Linked DNA regions of Lactuca sativa: region 2 is linked to region 1. Evidence: chromatin contacts called from public Hi-C data. All regions are on one chromosome and are shown on one strand. Each heading gives the region's core, a stretch centred on a gene start, on an enhancer-like site or on the middle of the called end of the contact. The rest is flanking DNA. Distances are from core to core; before and after follow the strand shown. Region 1 holds the start of LOC111894163 (UDP-glycosyltransferase 73E1). Region 2 holds the start of LOC111894110 (UDP-glycosyltransferase 73C11).

Region 1 (5,206 bases), core at 1,623-4,122:
CTCCTTTTCGGGAAAATTCTTCATCCCCACAAAGTTCTTCCGATGCACTCCCATGATCACTAATAAAACATTGTTATGGTATAATTTTAACTCAAATAAACCTTATTAAAAAGGTAAATCAATTTATGTAAATAAGATTATATACTTGATGTTGATATGTGATACAACGTTGTTACGAGTAAAAAGTAAATCAAAACATTGTTATGATCAATGATGAAACACTCTATTTTAATATAATAACCTTAAGGTCGGAAAGAATAGAGCGGGAAAAATGAGGGGAAATGGGATTTGCATCTAGGAACACCACACCCTGGGTGCGGTTTAGGCAGTGCGGGGGAATACTGGTACCCTGTCTTTTCTCTTCTCATGTGATTGGTCAGCTTTATTTTTGTATTTTCTTTAACTTTCAATATATATATATACAATATATTTAAAAAAAAAAAAAAGAAAAAAAAAAAAAAGAAAAAAGAAAAAAAGAGAGAAGTGAAAAATAACCATTTCTTGTTTGTGATTGTATATAAAATTGGTAGTAGAATAGAAAAATATAAATGTTGAGGAATACACCCTTACACCCTCGGTCTAATCGTTTTAATTAATTTAATTAGAGTAGCGAAAAGTCATGAAAAGACAGGACAAAAATCGAAACTACCCTTCACTTTAAGGACAAACTAATTAGATAAATAAAGTGGGACAAGATGCATAAAGTTTTAATAAGGACAGAAACCATTTCTATAATTTACTCTACAGATACTATAAAAAAATAAACTTGGACATGTAACTGATTTGCCTCGTCAATTAAATCTATGAAATTCACCCCCACAAAATTTCAACTGATACCTAACAATCTTCTTTTTTTTTAACAGCCACTTATTGATACGTAACAATCTATAAATAAAGATATCATACACCAAGACATAAAAATATGTTTGGAGTAATAGTTTTCTACTTTCTTCATCTGGTTTTGAGTTGCATATCTGTTAGATGCTGAACCAAAGATGATACGTTGAGATAAGAAGATCCTCCTTCCTCCATTGCTCTCTTCGCCATTTCCGCAAGCTCACTCACCCTCTTCCTTCTCTCTTTTCCTTCTTCGCCTTCATCCATTAAACATTCCACAGCCCTCTTCACGTCTTCCTTCTTCACCAACACTTCCATCTTATCTTCTTCCCCGAAAGGAACAGGAATATCCACACCAATCCTGACCCCAATCTTCAGAATCTCTACGATGAATGCTTCGTTAATAAACTGGTCAGCAAAATGCGGCCATGTAACCATTTGCACACCTGCACAGACTGCTTCGAGAGTAGAATTCCATCCACAGTGTGTCAAGAAACCACCAACTGCTCGATGTGACAATATCAACACTTGTGGTGCCCAACCATGGACTATCAACCCTCGGTCGCTCACCCTTTCTTCGAAACCTTCTTCTGAAAACCATTTCTCCAGTTCTTCGGTTTTGTCTCTTACGCACCATATGAAGGGCTTGTTCGTGGACTCTAGTCCTAGCCCAAGCTCGATCGACTGTTGTGTAGAAGCACGTGTAAGACTTCCCAAGCAAACGTAGACCACTGACCCGGGTTCCCTTGCATCAAGCCATTTCAAGCAGTCATGCTCGTTGATCGTAGCCTTGTTTCCTCTCTCTGCTATATCCGAGTTATCTTTGTTACATAGAGAAACAGGGCCTATACACCATATTTTGGTATCTTTTACCTTTTTTAATTCCTTAACGTACTCAGGTTCTAACTCCTCGAAAGTGTGAACCACGATCCCGTAAGCTGTTTTTTCCGCTGCTGCAGCACGACTCCAGAACTCCATTTGGTCTGCTGTCCTGGCTTTGAAGGAACCAGTAAGCTGAGGTTTAGTGAACTCAACTCGGTCAGGGAGGCCACTCAGAACAAAGCGTTCTGAGTTCGATTCAATCGTGTCTAACATTTTAGAAGTTAAGACAACGTGCATGGACAGGAGCCAGAAGCATCCGGGTCCATGGAACACGAGCCGAGGAATGTTAAGCCTCTGAGCCACGTCTCCGGTCCAGGGAAAACAAAAGTCTGAGATTATGCAAGATGGAGGAGGAGAAAGTTCCCGGAGAAGATTTTCCGCTGGTTGTTCTAACAAGTTGATAGCTGCGAATAGTTTATTGGAAGACTCAAACGAGGGAAGTGTGTCAAAGCTCTCGCATCCTTCGGGTAAACCGACTTCTGCTAATTGGAGGTGGAGTTCAAGTAGCTTGATCATGAGCTTGGATTCGTTTGCTCGTTCGATAACTTGTCTAAATCGATTGGCAACAAGAGGAGTGGTGAATATTGTCACCATGGCCCCACGAAGGGCTAGTATTCGGGCAATATCCACCATGGGTACCATATGGCCTTGAGCCATTAGAGGGAACATGACGACATGAAAGTCAGTCACAGGTGCAACCATTTTCATTGAACTTTGAACTGGGAAAGCTTCTGTGTTTGTTTGTTTCTATGACGAAGTTGCAGAAGAGGTGTTCTCTTAAATAACATATAAAACCCACAAAGTCAAGAGCTTTATGTGAAAAGGAAAAAGATCAAAGCAGCAGCTAGCATTACAAACAATTTGTATAAAACAAGAAAAGTTTGGCAGTTTTGTGTAGTCATCACATGTTATCAAAAGAATGCGTGGCTACAACGACACCGCCAGCCTGCTTTAGAGAGAAGTGCAGGAAATGTATACTGAAATGCCTATAATCTTGATCACACATGGTTCAATCTAGAAAGGTGAATAGGCCATGGCACTCATACCCAAAAGAGAGATAATGCAACATTTGTGGTGATAAACGAAATAATTTCCAAACATTTGAGTTGAACACTTTTCACTGAACAAGATCATAAGAATATATCAGCACTAGAACAAAGAGATCAATACCTACGAAATTTAGAGCAACGATTTTTCTATTTTAAAAATAGTGTAGACCCTCGACGGAAATTGTCACATTTTAAATCTAGTGATGGACACGGAAGCTGATACTTACAAAATTTGGTCATCATTCTTCTAAATTATACTAATCTTTCGCTACAAAATTTGGTCGTCATCGGCATAACAGCCATCCGGCCGCCTTTTAGACCCTCAAAATGGTGCCTTGTAGGTTAATTTTCGACCAAATTGTGTAACACCCATAAAATTTAAGCTAGTTTAAAACTTTTTTTAAATATTTAAAATCATTAACTTATTATAGTTTGTTTTTAAAATAGTTTAAACATGAGAGTATCACCAGAATCAAATCATGAAAATATAAGGAGGTGCACGATCATGTCTTCGTCTTCCCGCGATCATCAAAATTCAGAGGTACCTGAAACAAAATCAATAACTGTAAGCCCGGAGCTTAGTGAGTTCCCCAAAATACCAACACCATACAAATATAATCATGTCATATAAACAAATACAGCATGCATAATGAGCCTTTAGCCTGACTGGACCGCCTCGCAGGCCTTCAGCCTATCTGGACCGCACTCCGAGCCTTCGGCATGTCTGGACCGCCTCTCAGGGCCTTCAGCCTATCCGGACCGCTCGTCGGGCCTTCGGCCTAACTAGTATGCCCTAACCGGGTCTGCAGTCTATCCGGTCCGCCCTAGGTATCTTGGCCTACAGCACAAAACAGGACCTGCCTTAACCAATCCCCAAACCAACAAACATGTGCACATAAATATCATACGCTAGCTAGCATGTACAGATAGTCATACAAATCTAACAGATCACTAACATGGCAACCATCCTATAACCATGATATCGATCTAACTGATCACTAACATAGCAACCATCCTATAACCAGGATAACGATCTAACAGATCACTAACGTAGCAGCCATCCTATAACCAGGATACAAATCTAACAGATCAATAACATAGCAACCATCCTATGAACAGGATGCAAATCATAAAGGGTCGGCCTTGGTGCCTTAGACCCTGTTGATATAGTGAGAAGAACTCACCTCAAAAGTAGCTCGAAGTGATAAAGTCAAACTCTACCAAATGCAGCTCCAAGTCCAACACCTACATCCACCAATGATCCACTTCCATGATTTCCCAAATTACCAAAATACCCTCAGAAGTCAAACTGGTCAACCCTTGGTCAAAGTTAAAGTCAACAGTCCATGTTAACCCGACTTGTCGAGTGCAGCTAGCAACTCGTCGAGTTCCTTAAGAACTCAGAAATCATCAAAACCCTAATTGACTCGTCGAGTTTCCAACCAACTCGTCAAGTCCATGTGTGTCCAGATGTCGGGGAAAACCCTAACTAACTCCTCGAGTTCATGTGGTCCAATTCTTATCCAGACATTTTCAAGCCACCCCAAAGCTCCATATTGCAGATCTGACCTCCTAGGGCATGGTTTTCACATAAAGTTGCAAACTTTACGTGCATGCATGGTCCTAAATACCAAAACCAAGCTAAGGGAAAGGTTTAACCCAAGGAGAAATGCCCAAGTTGCTAAATCAGATAACTTTATGGCTATAGGGACCAAGAGGAGTCCAGATCTAAAGTTACAACTTCAGATCATGCCCAATACCCGAAATGACTCCCAAATATACCAAAGATGGCCCTAAACCCAAGCATGAAGAGATCTAACTAAAGATAAGCCAAAATAACGACTTGTTAGCTTCAAAATGATGCCAAGATGAAGTAGAGTCAGATCCACAAGCTCCTCTTTGCTCCAAGCTTCTTATACTTCACACCTTCTTCACAAAATGCACCAAAATCACTCTTTAGGCCTCACAAACACTCAAGAACAAGGGTAATAGCGATTAGGGTTTCTTCTGGCCATCGAGAGGTGGTAAGGGAATGGGGGAAAGGAATTAAGGTCCTTTAAATAGGGTGCAAACCCTAAAAATTAGGGTTTCCATGCACATCCTCTACTCGTCGAGTCGGGGTCCTCCGACTCGTCGAGTAGAAGTCATAATTCATGCGGGCCTTATCAGTCCCTACTCGACAAGTTTGGGCCTTCAACTCATCGAGTAGGCTTCCTTAATTGCATGAAAATCTCTACAATCTCATTTCTGGAAATCGGGGTGTTACATTGTGTTGGATTTCCATATATATCATTGTGTCAAAAATTTGATGTTCTTTATAGATTTTCAAGACACGGCACAACAATGTAAAAGTCGTGTTGTGAATAAGCATTTGTCATGTTCCCTCCAAATGCACGGTGTGTCTAGAATTTTTCAACATATGTTTCATCTTCTTCCAA
Region 2 (4,781 bases), core at 1,160-3,659, 210 kb before region 1:
AAGAAGAAGAAGAAGAAGAAGAACTTGATGAATCTTCAATGTATTAATGATATGAATGATGTTCCGTTACATAAGATTCACACACACATACACTTTTTCTCTCTAGTTTCTCTCTCTAGAACTCCCATCCTTACAATATGGCTTCCCTCCTCACTAATGCTTGACCGAAAACGTCCCACCCTTGGTTCTTGTCTCCTAAAACATGCCTTTTACTCCAATATATACCTATGGATCTAAGGCCAAGGCCCAAACCCAATACCCAAACCGAAATCCCATGAGTTTTCGGTCCAAGCTACAAATAAACCCAATAATATTTTCTCCCAAGACTAAAAACAATAAATGTTTAGAAAAGCAAAGTATAAACAAATTTTTAGACCCAACAATTCCTCTATAGCTAAACTCATTGGTATCAAGGTTTTGCTTGCTTTAGGTGATCAACATTCTTGGCCTCTTATTCAATTGGATGTGAATAATGCTTTACTTAATGGGGCATTGGATGAAGAGGTTTACATGAAGTTACCGTAACAATATATTTGTAATTCTCCCACTTCAAAAGATAAACCACTTTTATGCAACTTGGAGAAATCTTTCATGGCTTAAGGCAGGCATCTCATCAATGGTATGCCACTTTTTCTTCATATCTACTTTCACAAGGATTTACACAACCGAAATCAAATTATTCATTATTTTATAAGGGTAAAGGATCATCTTATGTAGCTTTGTTAGTCTACGTGGATGATATTATGTTAACATGTGCTTATATTCATGAAATTAAGTCTATTCAGCAGACTTTAAGCAACAAATTCAAGCTTAAGGATTTAGGAAAGTTACAACATTTCTTGGGTCTTTAAATTACTAGATCATCATATTGGCATTTACATTTCTCAACGACAATATGTTCTCAATCTTTTAGAAGAAATTGGCATGGTAGCTGCAAAACCAGTCAATCATCCAATTTGATCCTACTTGTAAAACATTGAATTTCAATGGGGCACCTTTAACAAATACTTCTCAATACATACAATTAGTTGGACGATTAATGTACTTAATTATAACAAGGCTAGACATTACATATGCAGTAAATAAGCTAAGTCAGTTTGTAGGACCCTGGTCAAGGATTGTTTTTGTCGTCCGAACCTTCTTTAAAGATCACATCCTTTTCTGATTCAGACCGGACAAGATGTCCTGATGCTAGAAGATTTGTTTCTGGTTTTTGTGTATTTCTAGGAGAATCAATGATTTCTTGGAAATTAGAGAAACATTCCATTGTTTCAATATCTTCCACCGTAGTTGAGTACCGAGCCATTGTTGTTGCTACAACCGTGATTATTTGGCTTCAACATCTGTTAAGGAATTTCAATATTCATATTCATCAACCCATTCTCGTTTTTTGTGATAATGAATCGGCAGTCAAGCTCGCATCTAACCAACCTTTCATAAATGTATGAAACACATCGAGCTTGATTGTCACTTTATTCAAGACAAAGATTTTTGGAAAATACAACCAAGCTCATGCATATACCCACAACACACCAATTGGCCGACAGATTTACTAAACCATTACTTGACATAAGATGCTACCTATAATGACCAAGATAGTTTTAAAAAACATCTTCCAAAGTCTATCTTGAGGGGGGAACATTACTGTTATATTTATGTTATTATACTTTATCACAATTAATTTAGTAGTTTGGTTAAACAGTTAACTTAATCATTGGTGTTAATTTGTTAGGTGTATGATAGCTAGAAGAGTGTAGTATAAGTTGTAATATAAATGTTTGCTTTGTAAGAAAGTCAAAGAATGAAAATACAATGAAATTTTCTTCCATTTTCTTTTCTCTAAAAACGAACAGAAGATGAAAATAATTATGAGAAAATTACTTAATCTCCAAGTATCTTATTGAACCAAATCTGAAAAACTGAATGAAAAACATAAGAAACAATATCCTATTTATACTAGACGGACTGAAATCCTTCTCCAATACAAAAACATAAATAAATGGAAACTTTCCTAAATGCCCCTGGAAAAATGTTTATTTGTAAATTATCTAACCTAGGGAGTATCAATAGGTTGAGCTATACTTAAAGATTATCTACTAGTTCTTCCTATATTTTGTTCCTACTTAATATACTCCTATAAAATAATGACAAGTGAAATCCACTAATTATCTTTCTTATTTTTTTTTTCTTGATTTTGACACTTGTCATGTTCTAGTGAGTAGTAAGATTAGTAAAGAATGATATTTGATTTCTCATTGGATTATTAACGACTCTTCTAGACTCTATTGGTAATTGCCGCGAGATACAAGAAATATGCTTTCCTGCCTTGACAAAGTTGTAATTATCTACACCTTCTCCACAGAAGTAGAGATGCTTATGTGCATGCTTGCATCATCACATATTTATCTAATAAAATAAAATTAAGGGCATAAGATTAATAGCATTAAAAAAAGGGAGGGGAAAGAGAAAGATCATGCATTTATATTTACAATTCATACACCATTCCCTTATCAAACCTTGATTCAGTTTCTCCATCATACCAGCCAGACTCTCAAATGGCTTTAGAGAAACCACAAGACAACCAACTTCAGTTTCTTATCATACCCTTAATGTCACCAGGCCACTATATTCCCACCATTGACATGGCCAAGTTACTAGCTCAACATGGTGTTAAAGTCACCATAGTTACCACCCCAGTCAATGCCCTCAGATTTGGGTCAATCCTTGATCAAGCAGTCCAATCAGGTCTTCCCATCTGTTTTCTGGAATTCCCACTTCCATCTACAGAGTTTGGCTTACCAGAGGGTTGTGAAAGCTTGGATGATCTTCCAAATTTGGGCTTAGCCAAAGAACTTTTCCTTGCCCAAAGTTCACTACAACAACAAGTGGAACAATACATTGAAAACTCTGAGCCTAAGCCAAGTTGCATACTATCCGGGACATTTCTCCAATGGCCAGCTGAAACAGCAAAAAAGTTTCAGATTCCAAGGATTATATTCGATGGAATGAATTGCTTCACACAGATGATTAACCACGTTTTGTACCTCACCAAGGTATATGAAAGTGTGGGTGAGTCAGAGTCGTTTGTTTTACCCGGTTTGCCTGATCGAATTGAACTAACAAGATCCCAACTATCTTTTGCATTCAATTCCTCCGGCTCCAAAGAAGTGAAAGAATTCCATGAAAAAGTTCGGGTATCTGAATCCGAAGCATATGGAGTAATCATAAACAGTTTTCAGGAGTTGGAACAAGGATACTCTGATGAATATCAGAAAATCAAAGAAGATAAAGTTTGGTGTGTAGGTCCATTATCGCTATGCCATAAGGATGTATCAGAGAAGGCCCTGAGAGGTAACAAACCCTCCATTAACAAGAACGAATGCCTGAAGTGGCTAGATTCTAAAGATAATGCTTCGGTGATCTATGCATGTCTAGGAAGTATTAGTCGTATGGAGCCTGACCAGTTAGTCGAGCTTGCTTTAGCTCTAGAATCCTCTAACAGACCATTTATTTGGGTTGTTCGAGCAGGCCACAAGACTCCGAAGATAGAAAAATGGATAGAAGAAGATGGGTTTGAAGAGAGAACCAGAGATCGAGGTCTATTGATCCGTGGGTGGGCTCCACAGCTGTTGGTTCTATCCCACCCTGCAATTGGAGGGTTCTTGACTCACTGTGGCTGGAATTCAACTCTAGAAGGGGTGTGTGCTGGTGTCCCCATGGTGACATGGCCTCAGTTTCAGGAGCAGTTCTATAATGAGAAGTTAGTTGTACAAGTGTTGAGGATTGGAGTTAGTGTTGGTGCTCAAAGTGTGGTGCATTGGGGTGAAGAAGAAAAGTCTGGAGTGCAAATAAAGAGTGAGGAATTGAGGAAGGCTATAGAGATGGTGATGGAAGAAGGGAAAGAAGGAGAAGAGAGAAGAAAGAGAGCTAAAGAACTTGGTAAGATGGCACATAAAGCAGTAGAAGAGGGAGGATCTTCTCACCAGAATATGAGAAGACTAATTGAAGATATCAGGAACCAATCGAGTACTAGGAATTCAAGCTAAGAAGATCAAGTTCAATCCGATTTATTGAAGCTTTTTCTGTTGTTATACAATGATCTTTAATTTTCGCCACGTTAAATTTGAATTGATTAGCCTTTTCATTTGGTAGTAGCTAGAATATGTGTATTGATTGACTAGTATCAAATATATTTTTAGTTTTTAAGGTAAATATGAATGTTAATTCACAATATATAAATAGGTGACAATTTAATATATCTTGGTAAATGGTCTTTAGATATGTTGCATTTCAGCCAGCTCAGAAAACTGTGGCATTTGGTATAAAGATTCTAACTTTACCTACAATTAATTTAATTAAATTAAAAAGAAAACCACCACATATCTTGATCCTTCGTCACGTGGCATGTGGCCTTTGATTATGACTCCTAATGATGTAAGAGCTTAGGTAAGAAGATTTGGATTTATGTGACAGGATTACGATTTCTAATTGTCTTGAAAGAAAATTAATTTGAAAAACGTAACAAAACCCAATAATTCATGTGAAACATTGTATGTTACTAATTATTTATTCATTGTAGTATCTTGAACAAACTACAAATTTTGAAACCAAAACATAACCTTTCAAAATAAGAATAAGAATCATCAAATAAATGTTGGTAAATCACTAGCTACCAATTCCTGCAACTCAACCTGCCAATCCCTTACTCATGTGTACAATAATATCTTCAATGAACAATTTTAAATTTAGCTGAGATGATCCTCCATCTTCTAACGCCTTTT

Evidence for each region. Hi-C and Micro-C count contacts between places; a contact is called where the count stands out from the background.
Region 2: a Hi-C map of leaf shows a contact between it and region 1, with 6 times the contacts expected there. The contact joins the promoter of LOC111894110 here to the promoter of LOC111894163 in region 1. A contact is called at or near these places in 3 of 4 Hi-C or Micro-C datasets (leaf and seed).

Annotation. Positions count from the first base shown.
Region 1 is chr6:38,053,022-38,058,227 of Lsat_Salinas_v11, reverse strand. LOC111894163 (UDP-glycosyltransferase 73E1) reads right to left here and starts at 2,872. Exons shown (of 1, transcript XM_023890248.3): 1 at 678-2,872. The coding sequence starts at 2,427. The coding sequence ends at 952.
Region 2 is chr6:38,266,392-38,271,172 of Lsat_Salinas_v11, reverse strand. LOC111894110 (UDP-glycosyltransferase 73C11) reads left to right here and starts at 2,409. Exons shown (of 1, transcript XM_023890186.2): 1 at 2,409-4,212. The coding sequence starts at 2,556. The coding sequence ends at 4,046. LOC111894085 (UDP-glycosyltransferase 73E1) reads right to left here. Exons shown (of 1, transcript XM_023890158.3): 1 at 4,536-4,781. The coding sequence ends at 4,687.